Linked DNA regions of Mus musculus: all the other regions are linked to region 1. Evidence: chromatin contacts called from public Hi-C and promoter capture Hi-C data. All regions are on one chromosome and are shown on one strand. The core of a region is the stretch at or near the end of the contact, and the rest is flanking DNA. Distances in the headings are between cores, read along the strand shown.

Region 1 (4,194 bases), core at 1,680-4,179:
TTGATTGAAAATCAAGGACTTTTCCCACTAGTTCTGGCATGCAGGTACATTTGTCAACAAAGGGTAAAAAGTCGCGTGGAATCTAAGTCCCCGTGGGTCACCTGGTGTCATAACCTGAGCAATTCTGCAGTGAGCAGATATGCAAGATTCTACTTTTGGGGGGAAAAGAAACACAAATGCCCCTCCTCCGGGGGCGGGGGAGGCACCTGGGGATGCACCAATCACAGCGCGCCCTGCTCTATATAAGCGCCCCCCCCCCCCGCACGCCCCCACTACCCCATCACTGTTGGCTCTCCTTTAGTTTTCACTTGGTGTAGTTCTTGTCCAGCTCTTGACCATGTCGGAAACGGCTCCTGCGGCCTCAAGTACCCTTGTTCCAGCTCCTGTGGAGGAGAAACCTTCATCTAAAAGGCGAGGGAAAAAGCCTGGCCTGGCCCCTGCTCGCAAACCTCGGGGTTTCTCAGTTTCCAAGCTGATTCCTGAGGCCCTTTCCACATCGCAGGAACGGGCAGGAATGTCCCTTGCTGCCCTGAAGAAAGCCCTGGCTGCGGCTGGTTACGACGTGGAGAAGAACAACAGCCGTATCAAGCTGGCCCTCAAGAGACTTGTGAATAAAGGAGTCCTGGTGCAGACCAAGGGCACTGGCGCCTCAGGCTCCTTCAAGCTCAGTAAGAAGGCGGCTTCTGGGAACGACAAGGGCAAGGGCAAGAAATCTGCTTCTGCCAAGGCTAAGAAGATGGGCTTGCCCCGGGCCTCGAGATCTCCCAAGAGTAGCAAGACCAAGGCTGTCAAGAAGCCAAAGGCTACGCCCACAAAAGCTTCTGGGAGCGGAAGGAAGACCAAAGGGGCCAAGGGCGTGCAGCAACGTAAAAGCCCCGCCAAAGCCAGGGCAGCAAACCCCAATTCTGGGAAGGCAAAAATGGTCATGCAGAAGACCGATCTGAGGAAGGCAGCAGGGAGGAAGTGAGTTTCAAAGCCAGTTTTCAAAAACCCAAAGGCTCTTTTAAGAGCCACTTACATACTTCTTAAAATGGCCAAACACTTTGAACCAAAGTTAAGGTGGGCAGTTACTTCAGGTCGACCTGTCGTTGAAACCCTAGAGTAGAATCCTAGGGTCCCTATGTGTAGAATATTTCCAAATTTGGTTGTGTATTTGTGGCTTTACGCCAGAATAAAGGTCACCATTGAAACACACAATGTCTTTTATTCTAGAATAAAAGTCACCATTGAAATACACAATGGATGTATTTCATTCTAGAAACACCCTCATATCAAAGGAGATAGAGATAACGCCAGTAGGAGCTTCCACTCTGAAAAAATACTGAACTTACTCTTTCAAACAGCAGTAACTGGCATCCAGGCTTTCAAAGGACCACTATGAACCCAGATATTCAGTGCTTAAGCTAGAGGTTATATTTATTTTTCTTGAGTTGTATTTTTAGGATTTCCTCAGTGATGGATAAAAAAATAAAGCAAGCAGTTAGCAAAAAAACAGAACAACAACAACAACAACAACAACAACAAAACCCTAAAGTTTTTGCAGTTGTGCGATGTGTCAACAAAGATCTAATTTTGTTCTACTTTTAGAAAATAGTTCAATACTATTGATCTAACAGTTATTTTTGAAATGTTTTATGTATTTTATGAGAATAGCATGTAGGCTTCAGGAGAATGACAAAAACCATATTAAAAATTAAGGACTTCTTTATGAAAATGTTAGGGTTTGAGTTCAATGCCCCAACATAACAAAAAAAAGCACTGGGGAAGTCTGGGCTGAAGAACATAAACAAAACAAACAAAAAACAAAAATAACTCATCTTTTAAAGTGATCAAGTTTTATGGAGTGCCACAAATATTAAATTCACATTAAACTATTTTAGGCATTGGTATGAGGAATGACAAAAGATCATAGTAAGGTGGCTTGAGAGATTGTTCAGTCAAGAACACTTAATGCTTTAAAAGAAGTTTGTATATCAGAATACACAACAGCTGGCTCACAACAGCTTCTGACTCCAACTTCCTGGAAATAACGCCGCCCTCTTGTGGCAGATGGCAAACATGGCACACCCACAAGAATTTAAATTATCAAGCCACTGCACAACTAAACTGTATATAAACATACCATTAGGTGGTCCCTAATATAGATTATGTGTACTTAGGCCTTATTAATGGTATACAATTAATAACAGCTAAGCGTCTTCAGTTTCTGTAGTAATCAGCCTTTGCCTTGCTTAGATACAATGGTTCCTGCTCTCTCCTGAGCTTCTAGATGGCTCCAGAAGGGAATAAGCTCTTAAATGACCGGTATCAAAAGTGGATTGAGAAGTGACACGATCAGTGGAAAACCTTCAAATAATTCTAAAACAGTTCGTTCAGTATTAACTTCTGACAGTTCAAAATTATGGGCTTGTTATATTACCCAGTTAAACCTACAGGGTATATTCGGCTGCATGGCATAATTACTACCCACCACATAAGTATAGGACAGAATAACACTTAAACTACCTAGCAGGCTCGATTAAAGCTTCGGTAAGTGAACAACTCCTAGGAATTTGTGGGTGGCCCTGAAAAGGGCCTTTTGTTGACAGTGGAAATCGTTTGTTAGTCGATTAACCGCCGAATCCGTAGAGAGTGCGGCCCTGGCGCTTGAGCGCGTAGACCACGTCCATGGCGGTGACGGTCTTGCGCTTGGCGTGCTCCGTGTAGGTGACGGCGTCGCGGATCACGTTCTCCAGGAACACCTTCAGCACACCGCGGGTCTCCTCGTAGATGAGGCCGGAGATGCGCTTCACTCCCCCGCGCCGGGCCAGGCGGCGGATGGCGGGCTTGGTAATGCCCTGGATGTTATCACGGAGAACCTTACGGTGGCGCTTAGCGCCGCCTTTCCCAAGGCCTTTACCACCCTTACCACGTCCAGACATGGTTATGACAGCAGGGAGACAGCAATCGTCCCTTTAAATAGGCCTTCTGCGGACCTGGTTGAAAACTAGAGCGTTAGGCGGGGTTTCCGAATCCGGGTCTTGGAAGGGGGTGGAGAAAAAAGGATGCGTCATTGGAATCTGAATGTTTTCATTGGCTAGCAAGCCCCAGCTATTCTTTGCATGCGGTGTCTCTTAAAGACCACATTTAAATCCTGCAGAAAAACTTCATTCCCTCCTCCCCACCCCGACCCCATTCTTTCTCATGAAAGAAAGGCTTATTGGGGCCATTCCACAAAGCAGACATCCCCATTTCTCGTTTGCTTTTATTTCTGTCTTGTATTAAATTAGTTGATGGTTTCTTTGTGAGGACTCAGGTTAGATGTCCAAAACAGAGGTAAAATATGCCAAGACTGTCCCATGTCAGTAAAGTTTAATCTATTCCCGGCAGTTTTGTTTGGGTAGACATAAACATTGAAAAGGCATCTCAAATTGAGCACCCTAACTGCAAACTTCATATTCCCTATCTCGAGTCAGAGACCTAATGATTCCGTCTATCCTCTTTTTTAATAAAAACTGAGAAAGTCTACAAAAGAATAGTTAGGTTATCGGTTATCCTCTACCTGCTGTGATTCCAAGTTTGTTTCCCTTCCAGCCCTTATTAATCACAGCATGGCTTGCTCACCTTAAGAGAAGAAGTGTTTTGTAGAGCTGGTAATTACAGTACAGGGCTAATACTTGATTAAGGTCATTACAAAGTCTACAAGGTCCTGGTGAAGCTTGTGATATGATTAGTGATGTCAAAACAAGGCTAATCCGACCCCCGCCCCCCTTTTTAAAAAAAGGCAGAAGAGTAAGTAGCAGTAAGTCTCGATGCGGGTTTAATGTTGATTTTGGCATTCCAAATTTTAATTTAACAATGATGTAGAGGAGATGGCTCAGAAGTTAAGAGCATTTGATACTCCCCCAGAAGGCAAGATTTGGTTCCCAGAGCCTAAATGGTAGCTCACAAACATGCATAACTCTAGTTTCAGGAGACTGATGCTCTTTTCTGATCTCAATGGCACCCATGAATGCAGGCAAACTACTCACACAGACAAAGTAAAATATAGAATTAATATTATGGCTAGTAACAATTTTTAAAATAAAGCCTGCTGACCAAAATGAAGACCTTTAATTCCTGTCTTTTGTTACATATGTTCACCACAAAAACTTTATACCAGGGGCCCCAGAAAACTATGAATTACAAAGACCACATCCAGAAAAAAATAGTTTC
Region 2 (4,347 bases), core at 1,500-3,999, 140 kb after region 1:
AAATTCTAAAGAGGACTTAGATGCTGAGTAGAGATGACACGCCATTTGGGTTCACGGCTTAGATTCTGAGGTTCCAGGGAATGCCCACTGCCACTGAGCCAAGCCTCTGTGGTGTCCAGCTTCAGCGTACTCCATCTGATCCATGCTGGACTTTGTGAGGTTTAAGCAGAGAGTACACAGAAATTGACCTTCCTCTATCCGGGGTTGGCCTTCAGCCTAGAGATAACCGGCTTCTGTGATTGCCTCAACTGGGCACTGATTTCCTCTGAGATGTTGGTCAGACATGGAGCCATCCTACAGATAATAATTAAGGACAACTGTTCACACACTTAAGGAAAGCATTCCTTGGATACTCAAATCAAAGTGAGGATGTGTGCACTCTATTTGCTCCGAAGATTTTCATGTCAACACAAAGTAGTTTCAAGCTCATCAGAGAAGAAAAGGTGTAATCTCTAAAAGGTGAGTAAAATGATCTAAGTCAAAGAAATATTTCAATTCATACTCAAATGTTTAAAAACTAATTGTACAGGTGAGGCAAAATTGGATTTTTTTTTTCAGTGTAGAAGCATGTTGGGTCTTTTTGTTTATGAAGTCAAACCAAGTACATGGTTAAAACCATGAACATTTTAAAGTAAAGTTAAAAATTAAATTATAAAACTAAGCCACATATTCCAACTTGGTTAATTTAGAATTAGAAATACGTGAATTCTAAAGTTGTTGATTATTTATCCCAGAGTACAGAGTTCTTTAAAAAAGGACTCAGCGAAAAATAATTGACACAGGAGGTAAAACTCCTAAGACTCCATAATGAACTTAGACCTTTCTACCTTTAAATTTCAGATGTGTATATGAGCTGTGTCTGTACTTCTTTCTCTTACAGACAGTGAAAGATTGTATACTATGGAGATCGTATACTACATATGCTTCAGAAAATCCTCATTCCCCAAGGCCCAGACTTCTCAAATTATTAACCTCAATGACACATCCAACAGCTCCAGTCAGGAGCTTCAGTCAGGGCTTCCCATTATGGAGAAGTGGTTTGTCCTCTTACAGCACTTAGAGTCAAACACAAAACCAAAGGAGATGCATTGAGAGCATAAAGCAAGACAGGACTTAAAGCCACAGTGAAGATGAGCTACCAGAAGAGCTCAGTGCACACAGAACCCAGATTCCTTTCTGTGAATGAGTTTGACATCAGTGCTCAGGCTGAGTCATAAGCCTAGGGGCCTCTGAGAGGTAGAGTTTTTTTGTTTTTTGTTTGTTTGTTTGTTTGTTTTTTGCCTATACGAAACAGTGGGTTTGAAGTACCACCTCACCTTTGAGGCAAGGACAAACTCCTTCACGAGCTTGGAAGGCAATGAATCTGTTGTCTACTTCCAAGCTATTGGCAGGATCGTCTAAAGAAATGAACAAGCTTGGCCTCTGGTGTGCTGGTGTGGGTGTTCCGAGCTCAGCCCCTTTGTTGGAAATCAATGTGGAGGTACCTCAAAAAGCTAGACATAGGACTATCATGTGATCAAGCCAGAACATTTCCTGAGAATATTCTCAACAGACTCTATATTCTACTGTAGATTTATTTACTCATTCATGTTTATTGCTTCTCTGTTCACAATCACCAGGAAATGAAAAGGTTTAAAATGTCCCATCACCTGATAAATGTGTAATGATACATGGAAGATTATTCAACCATAAAGAAAAATCAAACTACAAAATTATCAGTTCGGTGCATTTCTCAGCCCTCATCAGGGAAGCTTCTTTTTATAGTATAAGGTGATTAATACAAAGACCCACGGCTTGTCAAAATCTAGGGAGTAAGAGACTGTGGTATGATCAGCTTTAAAAGGGCATCTGTGTCACATTCTTGATCATAAGGCTCAGGAAGCATTGTAGAAGAGGCATCTTAAGCACCAGAGGTAGTGGACATCTACTGCAAAACCTTCTTTGCCAGACAAGACAGCGCTGTTGTACACGTGAGCTCACAGCAGCTGTGGCTGTAAACACAAGACCTGAGCAAGATCCAGCCAGCCAAAATCTCGCCACGGTCAGGGCGGGAGCTCATGAAGTCTCACCCATGGCCGAGGAGCTATTGGCAATTTATGGCTGCTAGCCGGTGAGAGCATCAGTTTTCTTCAGGGATTCAGATTCTAAGATGCTATCCATATTCCATTAGATAGTTCAACACCTATGAACACACAGACAACACTACGTGACTCAGTAGGGAGGAGGAGGAGGAGGAGGAGGAGGAGGAGGAGGAGGAGGAGGAGGAGAAGCAATGAAGAAGCATGAACTTGAGAGGGAAAAGTGACAGTGGGGAATGGGAGGAATTTGTTGGCAAAAATGAGTGAGGTCTGATCACAATGCATCATGTGCATGTATAAAAGTTTTAAGCGGTTACTTAAGTGAGTTAGAAAACTTGCCATTGTACATGGTAACATGTGCAAATTGAGATGTAGGTACGAGCATTGTTTTATGTAGTTTATCAACAAACATAGAAGTAATTAAGACAGGAAAAAAGTCATGGGGAATAAATACTGAATTTATGAGAAGCTTGTGGGTTTTGTCCATTTGATTTGGTTAACAACGTTACTAAATAAGATTATGGCCCACATAGTTCAAAGAAGCAAAAGAAAATTAAAGACCAGACAAAAAAAAGAGGGGGTAAAGTACAAAATGTGTTTAATTTGTAACTTATCCCATTTCAAACCGGAAAAAGGAAATGTCTTTAGAAATACTGCAAGGCAATGTGACTAATAACTGCCTGCAGGTGTCAGACCCAGTAGATCCTTCTGGGGTGCTGGCAAGACACTGGACAAGGACGAAGGCTGTGAAGCTCACAGCTGAAAGCAGGGGGTGCTTCAGCCTGTCATTAATGATTAATAATTGGAGTCATGGAGTGACACAGAATACTGAGTGGTCTGGTAAGAGGTAAGAGAAGCCTGTCCAGAGGAAACACAGGAAGGCCTACCTCAGTCACTAAGTTGGTAAGTCACTTACTTTCATTGGGTAGCCAAAGATCTGCACTGTCCTTGAATACCAGCTGAGGGTTGCTATACATCCCTCCTCCAACTTCAAATGTTCTCCTGCTGACAAAATAAAAACATGTTCATACAATGTAAAAACCTATGTCTACAAAGGCAATGGGGAAGCAAGAGTGAGGAAGACGGAAAAATGGAGGGAGAGGCAAAGGGAAGGGGGAAGGGGGAGAGAAGGGGAAGAAGATAACGGAGGATGGAGAAAGAGAGGGAGAAGGGAGGGGAAAAGAGGGTCCAAGAGGGAGGGGAAAAGGAGGAACATACAGAGACAGCGGGTAAGGAGAGGGAGGAGAAGAAAGAGAGGGAGAGGAGAGACTGGAAACTGAAGAGTTTGTGCTAGATCACCATAGGAATTGGTGGAGACAATAGCAGCTGTGGAGACAGATCCAAGAAACACATACTATAAAGGAATGTTTTTAAAACTTTTACGTAGTCACATAAAATCATGTATGTGTGTAGAAGTGACTTGTCCAGAGAATCAAGGGAGGTAGATCTACCATACCCAACAGAACTTGTTATTTAAAAAAAAAAATTGAATGAGAGAGACAGAGACAGAGACAGACAGAGACAGAGAGAAACAGACAGAGAGAGAATGGTAAGGGGAAAGTCAAAGTGTCTCATGAACAAACATCAGTTCTTTTGCTAATGAGCTCAATGGCCTAGGAGAAGAGAGTCAGTGAGTTTTCTGAGGTCCATGGCCCTGCCTGGGTCCTGAGTCTACAGCAGTGGTTGTAACTACTCTTGTTAGTCTGACAGCTGCTGGGGACATGAAGAACAGTGTGAGCATTGTGAAAACCACTCTAGATAAAATGGTGTTAGCAATCACTTCTTTGCCTGTTACATCATCAATACAAAAAGCACACAGCTCTTACCTTACAGCAAACATGACATTATACTGGAGCCATATTTGAGAGACCATGGTCTGGGAACAGAGATTTAGGTTATGCCAGATGTTCATGTCCCAATATGGAAGCCGTCTCATGAATTTTATAGTTTTATAGAATGACAAAAGTCATAAATCAAGGCAAGTTTAAAATACACTAGAGTCTACATAGAGAGGCAGACACAGCAAGATGGGGAAGTTTTTCTAAGGCCTCAGATGCTACCTGATAAAATTCTTAGACTTTGAATAGGTACAAGCTAGTAGTATCAGTATCAGAATCAGAATCTAGCAGTAACAGTAGCAGTAGCAGTTGTTAGCAATAGCCGTCATCATCGTAATCCTCTTTAAAAATCAATAGATTTCAAAAGGTTATTTATCAGTCATGGAATGTTAGTCCTGACACTAAGTAGAGGTGGGCAAGAAATGGTTGTT
Region 3 (4,703 bases), core at 1,760-4,259, 190 kb after region 1:
AACTCAGTTTTTCTAGAGAAACATCCTGAACTCATGCTCCATGGGGTTTCAGGACACATGGCACAAAACTGGGGGAAAAAATCACAAACCACTTGAAGAAGTGTGAAACAAACACACACACACACACACACACACACACACACACACACACACAGAATGAGAGCGTCAAAGATATCAGAAGTGATGCAGGCATTTAAAGAGGTGAAAGTAGAGACAAAGGATGTCAGAAGCATGACAGGTGTCAAATTGTCTTATCTACCCCTTGTGGTCAACAATATAACAAATTAAAAATAGAAATATCAGACATAATGTAAACAAAAGGAGCCTATAAGGCCTCTGCTTCTAACAGTGGAAGAGTGAATGGTTCCAATTAATTTTATTAATGTAAACAGTTGTTAAGCTGGAAACTGGAAGGGGAGTTTTCCTTAAACTTGAGCAAGCTGAAGATACAGAAGTAATAGCAGGCCATGTCTGCAAGAAGCAGAAACTTAAGGAATTGGCCAAAATGGCTGCCCTTTTTTTTTTCTTCCTATTGGAAAAAGGACTTTTGAATTTGGGAATGCTCTCCAGAAGATGAAGGATGGGGACCCCAATAAACCAAACATTTTAACTGGAGATTTTCTAAGGGCTGCATCTGAAGAAAAGGGTGACCAGAAATAGTAGCCAATCCTTGAATTCTGCCTATGGTCATTTGGGTGGCAGAAAAAAAGCCACCCAAATCTGAGGCATATCAGGAGTGCTGAGACCTCCCAGTGAGCCCAAGGAAGCCAAGCAAAACACATCCACGTGGGGGTAACCTGGTTTCTGATACAGCATAAATACGTAAATAGCATAAATCAATGGTCTGTATGGATTATTTTCTAAATATCAGCACAAATAACACAAAATAAGTTTAGTATATTATTTATAGCCCTAAAATAAGAATTATATAGTGATTAATTATTTACATATCTATGGAGAAAACCAGGGGATAGATGCTACAGAAAAATTTAAAAATTTAATAAATAGCAAGATACACTGTTTTCTTATATTAAAAGACTAGAAATTGTAAAATGCCTTCTAATTTTGTTATAAAATCTGCTGGTTCAATATAGTCCAAATCAAAACTTTAAATTATTTTCTGTGAGTAATTATAATGTTTTTATAGAATTGGCATGTGTGTATTCACAAAGGGCTAAGAATAATTGGGAAGTTTGGGGTTTTCGTTTGTTTTGGGGTTTGGTTTTTGTTTGAGACAGGATCTCACCGGGTTGGCCTGGCTGACCTTGAACACACTATGTATCCTATCCTATGCTCTCACTTGCACCTTTCTGCCTTCCTCTGCCTCATCAATGTTGATATCTCAGGAATGTGCCACCACATCAAACACCAAAAATTCCTTGAAGAAGAAAACCTAGAGTGCTTTTCCCTAATTGTATCAGAATACTGCCATAGTCAATATGAAATAATATGAGAGGCATTGCAGGAAAATAATAATATCGCACATAGGTTGTTTAAAAATAATAGTTATAGAGCACAGAAATTATTTAAATCTGCCAAATGCATTTGAAAGCACACTTTCTCTCTACACACCTGTCTATATGTGCTTATCTGGTACAACATACTGTTGTCTATGTAAGATATCTTGAAAGAGAGGGAAAGTTTAAAATAATATATCATGAGAAAAAAAGATACATGAATTATAAGAAACAGGTACATTGCCAGATAGTGGTGGCACATGCCTTTAATATCAGTGCTTGGGAGACAGAGGCAGGCAAGCTAATATCTAAGTTTGATTCCAGCCTGATTTACAGAGCAAGTTCCAGGACAGCCAGAGATACACAGAGAAACTCTGTCTCAAAAACAAAACAATGACAGAGAGAAAGAAAGAGAAGGGGAGGGGGAGAGAAAGAGGTATATTAATGGCTTGTAAAAACAGAATTGTATATATAGAAAGACCAAAGTACTTGTGTAGAGTGAAATGATGAATTTCTTGGTTATTTATACATGTTTGAATGCTTGAGTGGCCTGTGTTGACTCTACAAATTACTTTAATGCTTATTTTAAGTGTTATAAGACAGAAGACCAAGATCCGTCCCTCATACTTACTTTGTATCTTAATCCCTCAGGATCCGGAATATGCTTGGCATAAAATTTTCTTCTTGATGGCAGGCATTAATGTGACATGCCTGGTTTTCTATTTTCTATTTGCTAAAGGAGAAATTCAGGACTGGGCTAAAGAAATAAAAACCACACGACTGTGAAGGTGAGACATTGTCAGATTAAGGACAGCGTTGAAACTGAAGATGGGGGGGGGGCAGATTAGAGCAGTTGAAGATGAGCTGCTGAGACAGAGAGCAATCAGAGCCGCAGGCTGGGGGAGGGGAGCATGCTAATTCTGAACCAGTAATCCTGATACCACCGCCCAGCGGTAGCCTGCTCTGGAATTCTGAGGAGACATCAGAGTTGCTATATAAATTTAGGAAACTGAGCTTGAAAAATGAACAGTGAAGAAAGATGCAAGAGAGATGAGGAATACCCTTCAGGAACATAGGATAAGGGTTAGGAAGTGTGAGGTGTTGAGGTGAAGGAAATAATATCTCTGCAAAGTGCTCTCTAGGACTTAAAGTATATGGTATCTAAAATTCACCACTGGGACAGGCAAGAGCTGTCCTAAAAATGATCCAGGCTAAAACAACTTTCGAGGGAATGATGAAGAGAAGAGGTCACCTAAGGTGAGAGAGTCTGGCACGTCACTTTTCATTTAAACTACGAATGGTGAGTAGCCAGGAGAAGAAATGACTCGTGGATTAGAATTGGCAGTTGTGAAATAGTTCTGTTTTTAAGCCCCATTGAATCAAGAGGCCATTGTGGTAACTGCCATTATCTATCAGTGTCTCACAAAAGGAGAGACAAAAAGACTGTGAGCCTGCTTTTTATCTTTCTATGCATGGGGGAAGCGAGTGCACGTGTGTCAGGGCTCCTGTGCACGCAGATGGCTGTTGTGTACAGAAGCCAAAGACAACCTCACACGTCATTCTTATGCTGCCCACCTCTTTTGAATCCAGATCTTTTATTGGCCTCCAGCACAATAGAGTCTACTGGCTGGCCAATCAGGCCCACTGATCTTCCTGTCTTTGCTTAAACAGTGTTTAAATTCCTAGCCTGTGTCCCAATAGTGTGCACTTTTACATTGAATCAAAATCAGGAATCAAAGTCAGGTCCTTTCGGGAGAGAATGTGATGTGAGGAAATAGAAACAGTCTCTTGGAAAGAAGTATGGAATCAAAGAGGTTTCTGTAGTTTTCTGTTGTTTGCTTTATCAGTAGAAAAACGAAGGAAGGAAGGAAGGGAGGGAGGGAGGGAGGGAGGGAGGAAGGAAGGAAGGAAGGAAGGAAGGAAGGAAGGAAGGAAGGAAGGAAAGAAAGAAGGGAAGAGGGAAGGAAGGGAGAGAATGTGATGTAAGGAAATAGAAACAGCCTCTTGGAAAGAAGTATGGAATCAAAGAGGTTTTGTTGCTGCTCTTGGCTGCTTGTTTGGAGGGGAGATGCAATTGCTGATAAGCCAATGGTATGTACAAGCCACTGCTCGTCAGTCCGTTCTGCTGTTGATGTTAATGCACTTTTATATCTACTTTGGTCAGAGTGTGTTACCCAAGAACTCCTGTGTAAGAACTTGATCCAGTGTGGTGTGGGAAGGCCTCAAGCTCACTGGAGTCCAGGCAGACTAGCCTGGAATATGAGATCCTTGTGCCTTGGCCGCTTAGACACTGACATTACAAATGTACAGCATCGTGCCTGATTTTTAAATTCCATTTTAAATGGAATTATTTTCTCAGTTTAGTGTTTGTATTAAATGCAATAGGAGTACAATTAACCTGTGTACATTTCCTGCCCTACAGTTTCATTAAGCTTAGGTTTTGGTGGATACTGTCAAACTTCTGGTTAAATAATTTTGCTCTCCATGAATATAAATAATTTTTCCCCAGTTTTCAATCTGGATAACTTTTTTTTCCTTCCTCTTCTCTAGTTGCTCTGCTAAGAACCTTTAGTTATAAAACTGAATTCAAAGGACAAGAGACAGATCTCTTATCTGCTGCTTGTCTTTGTTGGTTTGGCAGAGGCCAGCATGATCTCTGTGAGTTTGAGGTGAGACTGTCTCTGAAGTGAGTTCTAGGCTAGCTAGGGTTACACAGTAAAACCCTGTCTCAAAATAACAAGAACAAAATCAAGTCAACCAAACAGAAGAACTCAACCACAAAAACAAAACAGAACAGAATAATGTGCTCTTTCTTCGTTGTTGCTCCAGTTGGGGCCCTGTGTGTGCAGTCTGACTTTGCATCCCAGGTTCTGGGGAGGATGCATGAATCCAGAGCTGCTGATATGGATAACAGGCAAAGGCCAGGCTCATCCTAGTCTGTCAATAGCAACCTCTCAACGCCTAGGTGGCAGTGATGGTTCTCAGATAGGTGCTTCAGTGTAGGGACACAGAAGTTGGAGTGTGTGTTTGGTTGAGAATCACCAAGAAAAGCTTTATTTTCATTTTCTTAATGACAAATTCGTTTATTGAGAACTGAAATTTGGGAACACACAGAGAGAGAACCTATTATCACTATAAATGCAATGTGCTGCTTTTGAGAGCAGCAATATGGAACTGCAGGCATGCCAACTCTGACGGACATAGCGGGGTTTTAATTTGCTTGTTTTGTTCTCAAGATGCAGCCTC
Region 4 (4,180 bases), core at 1,229-3,728, 220 kb after region 1:
GTGTGTAATGGAACTCTTATTTGCAGTTTGAACATACTGAGAAGAAAAGAGTAGATGTTGATCCAGGCTTGAACTTGGAGGCAACCATCTCAGAAGACTCAGAAGACTCAGAAGAAAGAAGCTACTGAACCAAACTCAGGGACACAAAGCATCTGAGATGAAAAGGCAGGAGGAATAACCCACCCAGATGTTATGAAAGAGGAAGAGAGGCAGGGCCAACTCATACTGGCTACCTGCAAGGGGGCATTTATAGGGCTACACATGTGCCCCATGGAGTTTGTTAGGGGTAAGTGGTAGAGGCAGAAAGGCATGTGTCTTTGAATCAGAGGGTGCAAGCTATAGCTATGGGTGAGCATTACAGACAGGGACCGTACCCACTGAAAGCTTGTGATGTCTTCACAGTAGCAGGTGCAAAAAATGCTAGGGAAAGACGTACAGGTTCCATGTCAACAAGAAGTGGATGACTTGAGAGAAATCACAAGATGCTCAACAGCAGAGGAAAGAATGAAATGACAGGAGTTAGCCATTCAGGGAAAGACCACTGAAGTCCTTAGCAGGATATTCACAAGATGCAGCAAGGACTATCCACCCAGTTAAAAAGATACTGCCTGCCTTACATCAGCCTCTATTGACCGAGCCCAGCCCTGGGAGAATTAGAAGCTTTAGTTAGGATGAGAGGAGAGGGGAGTGGCTGACAAAGAAAGCGAACAAAGGGCACCCAAACAGCCCCTTCATTCCAGGGTCCAGCCTGGAATTGGGAGAAGCTGTGTTTTTAGATGAAGTTTGGCTTTTTGTGCTCTCCATCGTATTAGGCCTATTATCCAGGAAACTGGGATTATGAAGTCTGAAAATGGCCATCTTACTACTACTACCTGACCATGAACACAGAAGCGGAGAGGCCGAGCAGATGTAAAGGGAAGTACCGTGGCCAGAGCTTCTGGTAAAGCAAAGCCATTCTTCTCTCGAGGGAATATGAAACATGTTCATATTAAAGATATGTAGAATGGGTCGGGTTTGTGCTTCCCTGTCTGTGCAAATGTTACCTAACACCCAGGCGTGTCGCTACTATAGCTGCAAGTGGACAGATACCGACAAGATTCCAGCTTACACCATCTGCAATTCAGAATAAAATTGACAAACAACTTAAATCCAAACCAACACTGGCAGAATGAAATGGGTCAAGCCTGAGATTGTGCTTGGAAACCTAAAACCATCTGCTGACTCTTGTTCACACCTTAGGGAGACTGGTTGGACAGAAGAGTCTCTCACTCATGGAACTGAAGACAGGATTCAGGCCAGCTTTTTCCTTTCTAGCTTTCCAGACCCTTGCAGTGACGCAATGCCTCAGAGTTCACCAGCCTCTGGCTCATTCACTGACCCAGTAAACATATGTGCAATAAATGGAAGGCTTGCTTCCGTGGCTTTCTCCAGCATGACTGGAGGTTTGCTCGCATGAGTGGCTCTGCGTCTACTTAAACAGAAGACCTTAATCTCTGGAGTTTGTCAGTTAGAGGAAGAGGGTTGGACAAGGCTGCTGAAGGGCAAAAGACATGACCACAGACAGCATGCAGGACACATGCTCCAGTGAGTCACAGAGTACAATATGATAAGAAAGAAAAACAAGAATGGCCTAGTTAGGAAGGAAGCAGAAGAGTACAGATGATAACAACTAAGGGGCTGACAGTGAGAACATACGATCTGCCTATTCTAACCACCCAGTCTGTTGGTATACCGTGGCTGTCTCTGAGCTGAGAGGGAAGTCCTCTCCCAGGAACATGACAGCAAAAGAAAAGAGCACTCTGGACCACTGCATAAAGCCATAGGGGGTTTTATTTGCTTCAGTCCCCCATTCTCCCATGAAAATTCTGTTTACTCTGGTTTTTTTGTTAATTTGACCTTTGAAGCCTATTAAAAATATTCTTTAAAACAACAGGGTGTTTTGGTTTGGTTTGGTTTGGTTTTTTTGCCTCAGTCTGTTTGGTTAGTGCTGTTTCTACAAACTAGTGTATCTCACAAAAACAAGTTAAATGCATGAGTGCTTTGTGCAATTTTCCAGCGTCAGTAACCCTAAGAAATGCAAGACCTGACCTTACGATTGGTGTTCCCTTCTAGTTGCTTCAGACAGTATTCTCTCTCCCTTTCTCCCTGTTTCCTACCTTTCCTGTCCCCACCCACCCACCGCTGGCTTTTGTCTCCCTCTTCCATGTCTGTCTTCCTCCCTCCCTCTCCTTCTGGAGTTCCTATAGACCTCGTTTGTTTTAGGAAAAAGCAGCCTCCTGTCTCACTTTTCACAACCATCTCCCAAAAGAAACCCAGTCCTGCACACCACCTATAATCTCAACAGGAAAAGGTCCGTTCCCACACCGTCAGAACCAGAGCAAGAACTGGAAAGCAAACCTGAGGAAGGCGGAGAGCCGGCTCTTGGCTGGGATCCTATCGGTTTCTCAGCTTTCTGCAGCTGTCTAACCCAGAGGAGTGAATTATTACTCAGGGCCTTTAGCTTTTATCTTACCAAATGGAGGCTTTTATTGGCTCAACCATTTAATTTTTAACTTTGTTTTATTATTTAATTGATGACCTGACCATGTTCACTCTATCTTCCTCATACTTGAAGTTCATGTGAAGTCACATACATCTTCCCAGATTCTCTGTGGGTCCTGCTACTACTCTTGCTTGCCTCATTTTTAACTTTTACATTATATGTGATTATTTATGTGTTAGAGTGTGTGTGGGTAAGTTTTCACTTATTGAGGTCAAAGGACAGCTTTCAAGACTGGGTTTTTCCCTTCCACCATGTTGATCTCAAGGTCACAATTCAAGCTATTGAGCACAATGACACTTATCTTTCCCTGCCAAGCTATCAGGTCAACCCTCTGAGCAGCTCATTAATGGCATCTTCATCATCTATGATCTCAGGAGTACAATAATCTTCATAGATAGGGTTACATCTTGTCTCTTAAGTGGCTGTTTTCCACCATATCCATGTTTAATAGAACTAATTTTACACAGAGAGCAGCTATAGGCCTACTGACCTTATAGAAGCCAGACACTTAGAGCTTAACATATTCTCAGGCCAGAGGCTTACTGCTCTAGGATTAATCTAGTGGTCTCAGCACTTGGTCCTCAGCTTCCAGCAGTGGTGCACACAACAGAGCCAGCGACATCCGGGGCTGCAGCTCTCGTACAAGCATCCAATCTTGGGACCTACGATGATAGATGTTGCGCTGTTTAGGATTCTGAGCTGTTGACAGACTCTTTTGCAGCTAATGGACCCGTGGTATCTGAGACCCTTTTGGTAGGTCTCTGGAACTCTTCCAATGACCTCATTTTCCTGTCTTCAGCTCTTCCTGGCTTTCGTGATCTCTGCCCTACCATCGCTGCTACCTTTGCTGCCTCCGCTGTGACCAGTGCTGCTGATTGATCCACGGTTGCAACTGTCACCCTTAAATCCTCTGTCCCCTCACCCTTCCTTCCTGTTACCAACTCATCCTGCTCTAAAATGATAAAGATCAAGCACAGGTGAGAATAGATCACCTGAGAGTTCTATCTTAGGCCTCAGGCTCATGCTGCTACATCAGGATGTTGTCTCTCACCAGAGTGACAAAGTGAACCAAACAACCTGTTAATGTAGCCAGAACAAGGTACAGCAAGGAGTCTGCCCTGTCCTCCAAACATTGCTTCTTCCAAATGAACCACACTTGCATCCTCCAGAGGGGCCTCTGCAAATGGAGCATTGTAGGCGCCAACCATAGATCTCTTTGTGGTCAGCAGTCTCTGGCTAGTGGGAGGCTTCTGACACAGTCTGGGAAATGTCAGGGCTATGTCTGAGCAGCTGGCAGCTGTGGCTGATATATTACCTTCTCAAGTGTTTTGTGGGGAATTCAAAATAGCAGAGCTGGCATGAAGGGAGGGTTGCTGGCTGTGGAGTAGACAGTGCTTCTACCAAGGCAACCAGAAGAATCTAAAAATTATTCATTAGGAAATCAAGTGGGCCTCAATACCTTAGCTTATTTAAAAGAAAAATGAACACTCTAAGAAGTGCTTATAATAAAAACATACTGTTAACATTAACAGGAATTTAACTATGATATAACAAGGCTTGACTCCTGCCTTGGTAACCCAGGAAGGGGTGGGTCCTTCAAATCAGTCTCACAAGAAGACAAAGAGCAACAGTATTATG

What was found. Promoter capture Hi-C pulls out the DNA fragments that hold promoters and counts their contacts. Hi-C and Micro-C count contacts between places; a contact is called where the count stands out from the background.
Region 2: a promoter capture Hi-C map of stem cell-derived epiblast-like cells shows a contact between it and region 1, with 2.8 times the contacts expected there. The contact joins the promoter of Slc17a3 here to the promoter of H4c3 in region 1. A contact is called at or near these places in 5 of 39 promoter capture datasets (liver, macrophages, pre-B cells and 1 more) and 1 of 9 other capture datasets (macrophages).
Region 3: a contact with region 1 is called in a Hi-C map of rod photoreceptor, with 3 times the contacts expected there. The contact joins the enhancer-like site here to the promoter of H4c3 in region 1. A contact is called at or near these places in 3 of 39 promoter capture datasets (embryonic stem cells, pre-B cells and stem cell-derived epiblast-like cells), 12 of 484 Hi-C or Micro-C datasets (the G1E-ER4 cell line, adipose-derived mesenchymal stem cells, embryonic stem cells and 4 more), 1 of 115 datasets of contacts at active chromatin or transcription factors (embryonic stem cells) and 2 of 9 other capture datasets (adipose tissue and pancreatic islet).
Region 4: a contact with region 1 is called in a promoter capture Hi-C map of pre-B cells, with 2.5 times the contacts expected there. The contact joins the promoter of Slc17a4 here to the promoter of H4c3 in region 1. A contact is called at or near these places in 6 of 39 promoter capture datasets (the HPC-7 cell line, HPC-7-derived erythroid cells, embryonic stem cells and 3 more), 1 of 484 Hi-C or Micro-C datasets (embryonic stem cells), 1 of 115 datasets of contacts at active chromatin or transcription factors (pancreatic cancer cells) and 1 of 9 other capture datasets (pancreatic islet).

The regions. Positions count from the first base shown.
Region 1 is chr13:23,695,529-23,699,722 of GRCm38.p6, forward strand. It overlaps H4c3 (H4 clustered histone 3), which reads right to left and starts at 2,930. Exons shown (of 1, transcript NM_178208.2): 1 at 2,556-2,930. The coding sequence starts at 2,921. The coding sequence ends at 2,610. It overlaps H1f6 (H1.6 linker histone, cluster member), which reads left to right and starts at 283. Exons shown (of 1, transcript NM_010377.3): 1 at 283-1,017. The coding sequence starts at 338. The coding sequence ends at 967.
Region 2 is chr13:23,836,685-23,841,031 of GRCm38.p6, forward strand. Slc17a3 (solute carrier family 17 (sodium phosphate), member 3) reads left to right here and starts at 2,750. Exons shown (of 12, transcript NM_001164743.1): 1 at 2,750-2,981.
Region 3 is chr13:23,890,427-23,895,129 of GRCm38.p6, forward strand. It overlaps Slc17a1 (solute carrier family 17 (sodium phosphate), member 1), which reads left to right. Exons shown (of 13, transcript NM_001170638.1): 12 at 2,109-2,245. The coding sequence ends at 2,243. Among named protein-coding and RNA genes, the nearest start is that of Slc17a4, 22 kb to the right of the region's middle. Within about 2 kb of position 3,010, at least 8 of the 459 cell types and tissues checked have an H3K27ac peak or open chromatin away from gene starts, as enhancers often do. A contact at or near this core is called in rod photoreceptor, where this site is marked.
Region 4 is chr13:23,912,529-23,916,708 of GRCm38.p6, forward strand. Slc17a4 (solute carrier family 17 (sodium phosphate), member 4) reads right to left here and starts at 2,479. Exons shown (of 12, transcript NM_177016.3): 1 at 2,398-2,479.